Regions from separate parts of the Cricetulus griseus genome. Here region 1 is linked to region 2. A link is a contact called in public Hi-C data. All regions are on one chromosome and are shown on one strand. Each heading gives the region's core, a stretch centred on a gene start, on an enhancer-like site or on the middle of the called end of the contact. The rest is flanking DNA. Distances are from core to core; before and after follow the strand shown. Region 1 overlaps Retreg1 (reticulophagy regulator 1). Region 2 overlaps Myo10 (unconventional myosin-X).

Region 1 (3,697 bases), core at 602-3,101, 180 kb after region 2:
GTCTGCAATACTTACACATAAGCTCCCTACTTCCTGGATTGAATTGGATACATTCAGGGTTGTACTTGGTTTGTTAATCATAAATCAGCTTCCAAGTTAAATCATGAGTCTAGAATATCAATACCAAATTCTGACTAACATGATTTAGAAATGATACAAAACCTAGGCCACACTGCCTAAGAGGGATTGTTATATAACACTGAAAAAACACATTACAAGTGACCATTGTTGGTAATATAGTGTAGAGGATGATAGTTTTTAAAAACTCTGCAATGACAATCTGAGAGTGATTTAATTATTCAAGGTATTAGGCCTGACATTTCTTGTAACCAGTGTTTGGGTATGTTTTCTCTCTGCATGCTAATTTCTAGGATCTCCACTGCCATGTTTACAATTAAGTCCAAGGTCTTTGCTGTAATCACATGCAGTTTTTAGATGTGTATTTTACTAACTTCAGCAAACAAGGAAAAAGCACCGGGGGAGACAGCATATGTCCTCCCAGACCAAGCCTGCTGAGTCTATGGAAGGCACGTCAGCAGGGCAATTGTTCCAGCTCACAGTTACCAAGGGCTTGATAATCCCAAAATGACAGATGAAGTAATATATGGTTTTAACTTTTCTCCATGATAGAACCACAGACATTGCTATAACCTGACTTAGACACTTAATATTTTAATATCCCTACTAGGAAGTCTGTTGTCTGGGAATTGTAGGGTCTTAGATCTGACATTATGATAGTACCTGAAGGGACATTATGATAGTACCTGAAGGGAGACTGATAGCTGCTGCCCAGGATGCCCCTGCCCATCTGAACCACCAGGGATGCTTTAAGATGTGTTGTTGGCATTGCATGTCATTTCCCTCTCTAGTTAATACAAAGCTCTAAGTCCATTTTCATTGGAAAGCAAATATCCATTTCATAGACATATAGGACTTGAAGTATTTAGTTTCCTTGGACTTCAGACTCCAGATGTTATTGGAAGGATGAAACCCAGGGCCCACAGATATTTCAGGGGGGGACCAAAAAATCAGTCATGTCTGTTCAGCTTTTTTTTTTTTTTTTTTTTTTTTTTTTTTGAGATAGGGTTTCTCAGGTATCTTTGGAGCCTGTGCTGGAACTCACTCTGTAGACCAGGCTTGAACTCACAGAGTGCTGGGATTCAAGGCATGCACCGCCACTGCTGGGCTTATGTTCAGCTTCTTATGTATAGAAAAGAAGCCCAGATTCCCTGTTTGGAATAGTCAGCCTTGAATACCCTACCTAGCGGGAGCCACACTGTAGATCTACCTGTCCCCACCTCTCACATCCTTTATCATAATTACTTAAAAGGACACTAATTTCACTAGCTCTTAAGAAAACAGTGAGTTGATTAATGACTGAATTCACAGAAATGGTTCATCCTTCCACCAGTCTTCCATTTGTATCTTAAAAGTATTTTTGGGACATTGATACAAAAATTAGATGAATCCAAACATGTTTATTCTTTGTCTGTGGTGTCTTGTGGCTGTGATAAGTAGAGGGGCTACTCTAAACCTGTTGGAATTGGAAAGTTTCATTTGTATAGTCCAGGGCCTCGAGCTCAGGGAATGGTGCCACTCACAGTAGGCAGATCTTCTCACATCAATTGATGTAATTCCTCACAGGCGTTCTTGGAGGCTCTTCTCCCGGGGGGGGGGTCTAGTTTATGCCCCCTTGATAATTAAAACTACCCATCACATCACCAAAAAATAACTCAAAACATAGACTACTTAGCAAAGCAATGATGAGGATCTCTCCCTGTGTCTTTTGTGTGTTGTTTATTTAAAAGAGTTACTGTAAAAAGAACTTTGGCCCAGCACGCCCCATTAATTCCATTTGGCTGTGTCTGCATTCCTGAAGACTCATTACCTCTGTAGCTTTCACCTGGGGGTATGGGTTCCCAAGTAGGTTAGGATAAAAGTACTTAACATGCTATAACTGATCTATTGCAAATATGGAAACACTTGGGGTGGCCAGGCTCGGTAAAGGGATGCTCCACAGTAATTGTGGTTTTGTGGTTCTAGATGCTTCTTACTCAGAAAAAGTAAACAATTTGAGTTGATCAGAGAGCCATTTCTCTATGTTATTTTTTCCAATCTTATTCATATTAGTAACATACAGTGTACAAACAGAAAGTATAATAATTCTTCCTTCTATGTGTTTGTGCATCTGTATGAGCCTGTATGAGCCTGTATGAGCATCTGTATAGCAAACAGAAGGCATCTAACATCATTTCACCATGAGGTAAGTCCAGTAAACAGTGCCCCTAATGGAGAAGAGGAAGGGTAGGTTTTCTGCATCTGAGTGCTGTGGTTGGTGGGCACTGGTGGGCACATATACATGACCTCCTTATCTCTGATATAGGATATCTGATGCTCTCTGATATCTCAAAAGTGATTTCCTGAAAGTGCTTTTGGCTAGCAGGTGATCTCCAATATACTGCTCGGCATTTTACACACATAAACTGCAGGTGGCAGTCATTAAATTCCCTTGCACACTGCTGGCAGAAACTTGAGCCAGCTGAGAACCCTGGTGGCAGAGATAAGTATCTGTCACCTGCAGGTAAGAAAGAAAGAGCAAAGATGAGCAGGCACCTCTGTCACTGGTAGGTTCAACCTAGACTGTCCCAATCTCCTTTGGTTATATTGTATTCCCTTTCATTCCTAAATGCACATTTTAAAAAGGAAGGCTTCTGGAGCAGACTACTAATATGCATGGACATGGAGCAGTAGTTGGGCTCTTTAATAACTGTTTTCAGGGAGCCCTTCCTATATACATGCTGACTTATATATTATAACGCAAATACACTAAAAGACTAGCCCTTTACGTTCATAGGCAAACTCCTATTGCTGCTTGTGTGTACAAGGAAGTGGAGGAAATATATTCCTGTAGAAACATCCTCTACATCAGGCAGGAAAACTTTATGTTTATAGTCTTGTTTTACAGTAGGCCCAATCACTAGGGATTGGCTTCTTTTCAGACTCTGACAGCTTTGGGGGAATGTTACCTTTCATCATTCTTTCTTGGTTGTGCCTTTTGACACAGCCCCCCAACCCCACCCCAAATTCATGGTGTGCCTATCTTGGCTTCATGCTGCCCTTGGGTACCACAGTGTGCTAATTTACCGTTAACACATTGCCTGTTTACTTCATACCATATTTTCAAAATCTGCTTGAGTTTAGCAAATCGGAGATAGCATGTTGAAAAGTAATTGTTTTTATGACTGGTAGGGGTGTGTTCGTCTTTGTATGCTTGTATTCTTTTAAAAGCTCCTGGTCATGTCATTCAACTGCTAGCTTATCTATAAAGAGAAACGAGTAGGTGTACCATGGAATGAATGTGACCTAGAGGCAGACAGCCCAACAGGTTGGTTGGTAGTTGATTTCTGTCCTGTGCATGAGAGTCACCAGGTTTTGTCATACTGTGGGTTACCTTCTTTATCACATACATCAAAATTAATTTTCATCGGCCCTTATGTTAGACACACTTTGGAATCACTCAGTAATTCTGTGGGTTTGGGCTGCAATGTATTTCTCAGGCCCAGTTAGTTCAATGGGTCTGGTTTCTAAAGAGCAAATTTAGGAGTTGTTAACTTTTTTTTTTTCAATTCTAAGAAACATATTGAAAAACCTGTACCCAGTTTCATACAGCTAAACCAAATGTCAAAAAGCAGGGAGG
Region 2 (3,783 bases), core at 682-3,181:
GTGTGGTGCACGCGTATGTGTGCATATCTGCCTGCCTGCCGCTCCCTTTTTTAAAATATGACCATGTTCAGTTATTTCTGTTTTCGCTGTGAGCCACATATCTGCAAAACATTTGTAAATTTCCTACTACTAGGTTTAGTTTGGGGAAGGCTTTTCTGTTGTCTGATGTCGCTGCTTGGAAAGACAAATGCTAGGGAATTCTTCAGACACTTAGCACTCAGTGAATGCTGACAAAGCAGGCAACCTCAAGAACATGGTTGCTCTCACAAGACCTGAGCATGGTTGACAGCAGTAGACACAGAAGGGGGAAATTGTTGTCTCCAGGGAAGAGCACCCCTATGGGTTATCCAATGCCAAGTGGCCACCCTGAAATCGTATGCATGCAATCATATGTTCTGAATAGAAGAGCAGCTACAGAGAAGGCTGCTGCAGTGACTGCTGTTAACATACTTGACTAAGATTGGTCACTTAAAGATAATGCGACAGACAACAGAACAACCTTGTGCTGCAGTTTTCCTCTAGGCCTGTTTTGAGAGATTAAAGTCACAAATCAAAACAATCACAATGTTTCATCGTGAGAGTCCTTGGCAGATTTGCTGTGGGAAAACAGCTCTGTCTTGGCTTCGTCACAAACAGCCTCAGCCACTTGAGTGGAGAACTTTCTGTCTGAGGGAGAGTATCTCGGTATTTCAGTGAGGGGAAGGGCTATCCCGGCTGTCCATTCACTCCAGGAAAAAGCCTGTTAGATTTGTTTTCTGGCTGAAGAGATGCACTGTTGTTTGGGCTTTAAGTCTCCATGTTAAGTATCCCTTGCTGTGGTTGTGGTTAAGAACATAGCATGAGCAGTTTTATAGTGAGCTACAGAAGTAGATTGTGTTCTCCCACGTACTGTTGTAAGAAGGTCTCCAAGTGAGGGGAGTAAGATGCCAGTCACATACTGGCTACCAAGTCACATCCTATTTATTCCTCTCACTTCATGTCAAGTCAAAAGGCATTTTCCACCGGGTGTGGTGGCATGCAATGTTTCTTCAGCTACTCAGATGGCTGAAGCAGGACGGCAGCCTAGAAACCTGAGTGAGACCCTACCTCAAAACAAAGTTTAACAAATGGAACAGAGAGGAGTGGCACATACTAACTTGCTTAGCATCCACAAGTCCCCCGGTTAGTCACCAGTACCACAAAACAAGAATGGAAGGAAAGGGGGCTGGAGAGATGGCTCAGGGGTTAAGAGCACTGACTGCTGCTCTTCCAGAGGTTCTGAGTTCAATTCCCAGCAAGCACATGGTGGCTCACAACCATCTGTAATGTGATCTGGTGCCCTCTTCTGGCATGCACTGCATACATGATAAATAAATAAATAAATCTTTAAAAAAAAAAAAAGAATGGAAGGAAAGAAGGCAGGTAGACTTTTATAGTCTGACACACGTCACGACACGCTCCTGCCTGTTAGTTACAGCCTCAGCCTTTTGCCTTCCATCTGGAATCCATTTTCAGGTGACGCTGGTTTTGTATGAGAAGATGTGTTGCCCCAAACACAGTATGTTTCATATCCTCTGGAACTGAGACTTCATCATGAGTTCTAGAACTGACAGTGATTGCTCCTCCATCTGCCAAGTGAGGGAAGATTAATATCTCTCAGGCACTTGGAGGAGACTGTGGACTATACATGTAGAGAAGCTTCTTGCTTATTTAAGGCTCTTATAGTCACTCTGGGATAGATCATCAGTCTTGACTATTTCCGTGTGAGCCGCTGCAGGAGATTTCTCAGCAGCCTGAGGAGGAGCCGTATTGTAGATCAGGGAGGAACAGCATTCTTGGATGACATAGCCTTGCTGGACCATCTTCTGTACACGGAACAGAAGCCAGACGCCCCTCCTCCACTCTGGAAGGGTCTGTGAGTGCGTGTGTGTCGGCTGAGACAAGGTTCAAACTGGGCTGTGGACTTTGTCACTTGGTGTGATTGACTTTGTAATCTTTCCTTTCCCTGCCCCTTCCTGGGGGAACAGGTGGTTTAATGAACTCCTGGAAGCGCCGCTGGTGTGTCCTCAAAGATGAGACCTTCCTGTGGTTCCGCTCCAAGCAGGAAGCCCTCAAGCAAGGCTGGCTGCACAAGAAAGGCGGAGGCTCCTCCACACTGTCCAGGAGAAACTGGAAGCGTCGCTGGTTTGTCCTGCGTCAGTCCAAGCTGATGTACTTTGAAAACGATAGTGAGGAGAAGCTCAAGGGCTCGGTGGAAGTCCGGACAGCCAAGTATGTCCCTGCAGCTTGACTTCTTGATTATGATGATGGGCACATGTTTTCATTAAGAGAGAGAGAGAGAGACAGAGAGAGAGAGAGACAGAGAGAGAGAGAGGGAGAGGGAGAGACAGAGAGAGGGAGAGGGAGAGACAGAGAGAGAGAGAGAGCAAGCATGTGTACATAGGTGGGTGTATGTATGTGTATATGAAAAGTAGACATCAGTGTAGGATGCCATTCCTCAGAAGCTTCCTTTCAGAGATAGAGTCTGTCACTAGAGCATGCCAAGTAGGTCAGGCTGGCTGGCCAGCAAGCCCTAGGGACTCTGCTGTCTCCGCCTCCCCAGTGCTGGGATTGCTATAATGTGCCAACACACTTAGTTTCCCTGCCCCACCGCCACCAACAGCTAGCAAGGAAAAGGAAACGCTATTAAAATCAAGGCGATAGTACAGACACAGAGAAATACACTGTGTAGGTGACAGCAGACCACATGAGGGTGTCTTTTATGGGATCTAAAGGAAAAATAAGCCGTGCTTATGGGTGTAATGTGGCAGTTCTCTAGTTTGATTGGTGTATTTTAGTTATGTAACCTTTACTATGTGTGTCCCCTCCCATAATGCAGTAACCATATGCATGGCCAATTATATATAGGCATGAGGTAGTAAACAGGAGATTCTCTCTACATGATCTCTCACAGCACATGGTTTGCTTGACTGTACATGGACCCCAAATTACTTCAGGCCTGAGGGGCTCCTTTTCCCTTGTACCCAGCCATAACTGGAGTCTGGTTGACTAGAAACTGTTCACATTTGATGGTAGTGAAGGAGAGGAGACCTTTATTCCATTGTTTAGAAGAGGGTAGGCATCCTGAGTCACCAGCAGGTTGCTGCATACATTGTAAGGTGAGGGGTTTGTGTTTAGTAAACCAAGAAGCTGCCAAGTGTATTAGTAGAATTGGGTTTGGACTGTGCACCCCCTCCCATCACACCCAGAGTTTTAAAATGGTTTCTGGAACTTGAACCTAGATCCTTGAGCTTGTATAGCAAGTACTTTACAGACTAAACTATCTCACCAGCCCATGTGTTCTGTGCAGGAGTGGACTAGCATAACTACTCAGTCAGTCTCAACAATTCCCTTTAATGGGTAAATTGTGAAGAACTGGGAAACAAGACTTAATCTCTGAGAGCAATTTTTTTTTTTTTTTTTTTTTTTTTTTTTTGTAGCTGCAATTACACTCAGATGTTGGTTTTTACTCAGAAGATAGACCTTTAGACACACACCCACTGGAAATGTAACGACGAGTGTGCAGAGAAAGCTGGCTTGAATAAAACCAGGCATAATGCGCATCTCTAAACTCAACTCTAGGAAGGTTAGGTAGGAAAATTGAATTTGAGGACAGCCTGGGCTACTAGAGAGTTTAGGGGCAGCCTGACCTATGTGCTTAGACCCTATCTTAATAAACTGGGGAAAAAATGAAGGTGTGAATGTGAGGTGACCGGTTGAGAGCCCTCCTGTGGGTCAGCTTGCCCCTTTTATTTCTTCCCACTC

The links. A called contact is a pair of places that touch in the nucleus more often than the background predicts.
Region 1: a Hi-C map of the CHK-Q cell line shows a contact between it and region 2, with 5 times the contacts expected there. The contact joins two enhancer-like sites. A contact is called at or near these places in 5 of 8 Hi-C or Micro-C datasets (the CHK-Q cell line, the CHL-YN cell line, the CHO-K1 cell line and 1 more).

Annotation. Positions count from the first base shown.
Region 1 is chr2:356,747,955-356,751,651 of CriGri-PICRH-1.0, forward strand. All of the region lies in intron 3 of Retreg1 (reticulophagy regulator 1), which reads left to right. Among named protein-coding and RNA genes, the nearest start is that of Znf622, 25 kb to the right of the region's middle. Within about 2 kb of position 1,852, at least 1 of the 6 cell types and tissues checked has open chromatin away from gene starts, as enhancers often do.
Region 2 is chr2:356,571,695-356,575,477 of CriGri-PICRH-1.0, forward strand. Myo10 (unconventional myosin-X) reads left to right here. Exons shown (of 41, transcript XM_027400038.2): 27 at 2,007-2,250. Among named protein-coding and RNA genes, the nearest start is that of Retreg1, 71 kb to the right of the region's middle. Within about 2 kb of position 1,932, at least 1 of the 6 cell types and tissues checked has open chromatin away from gene starts, as enhancers often do.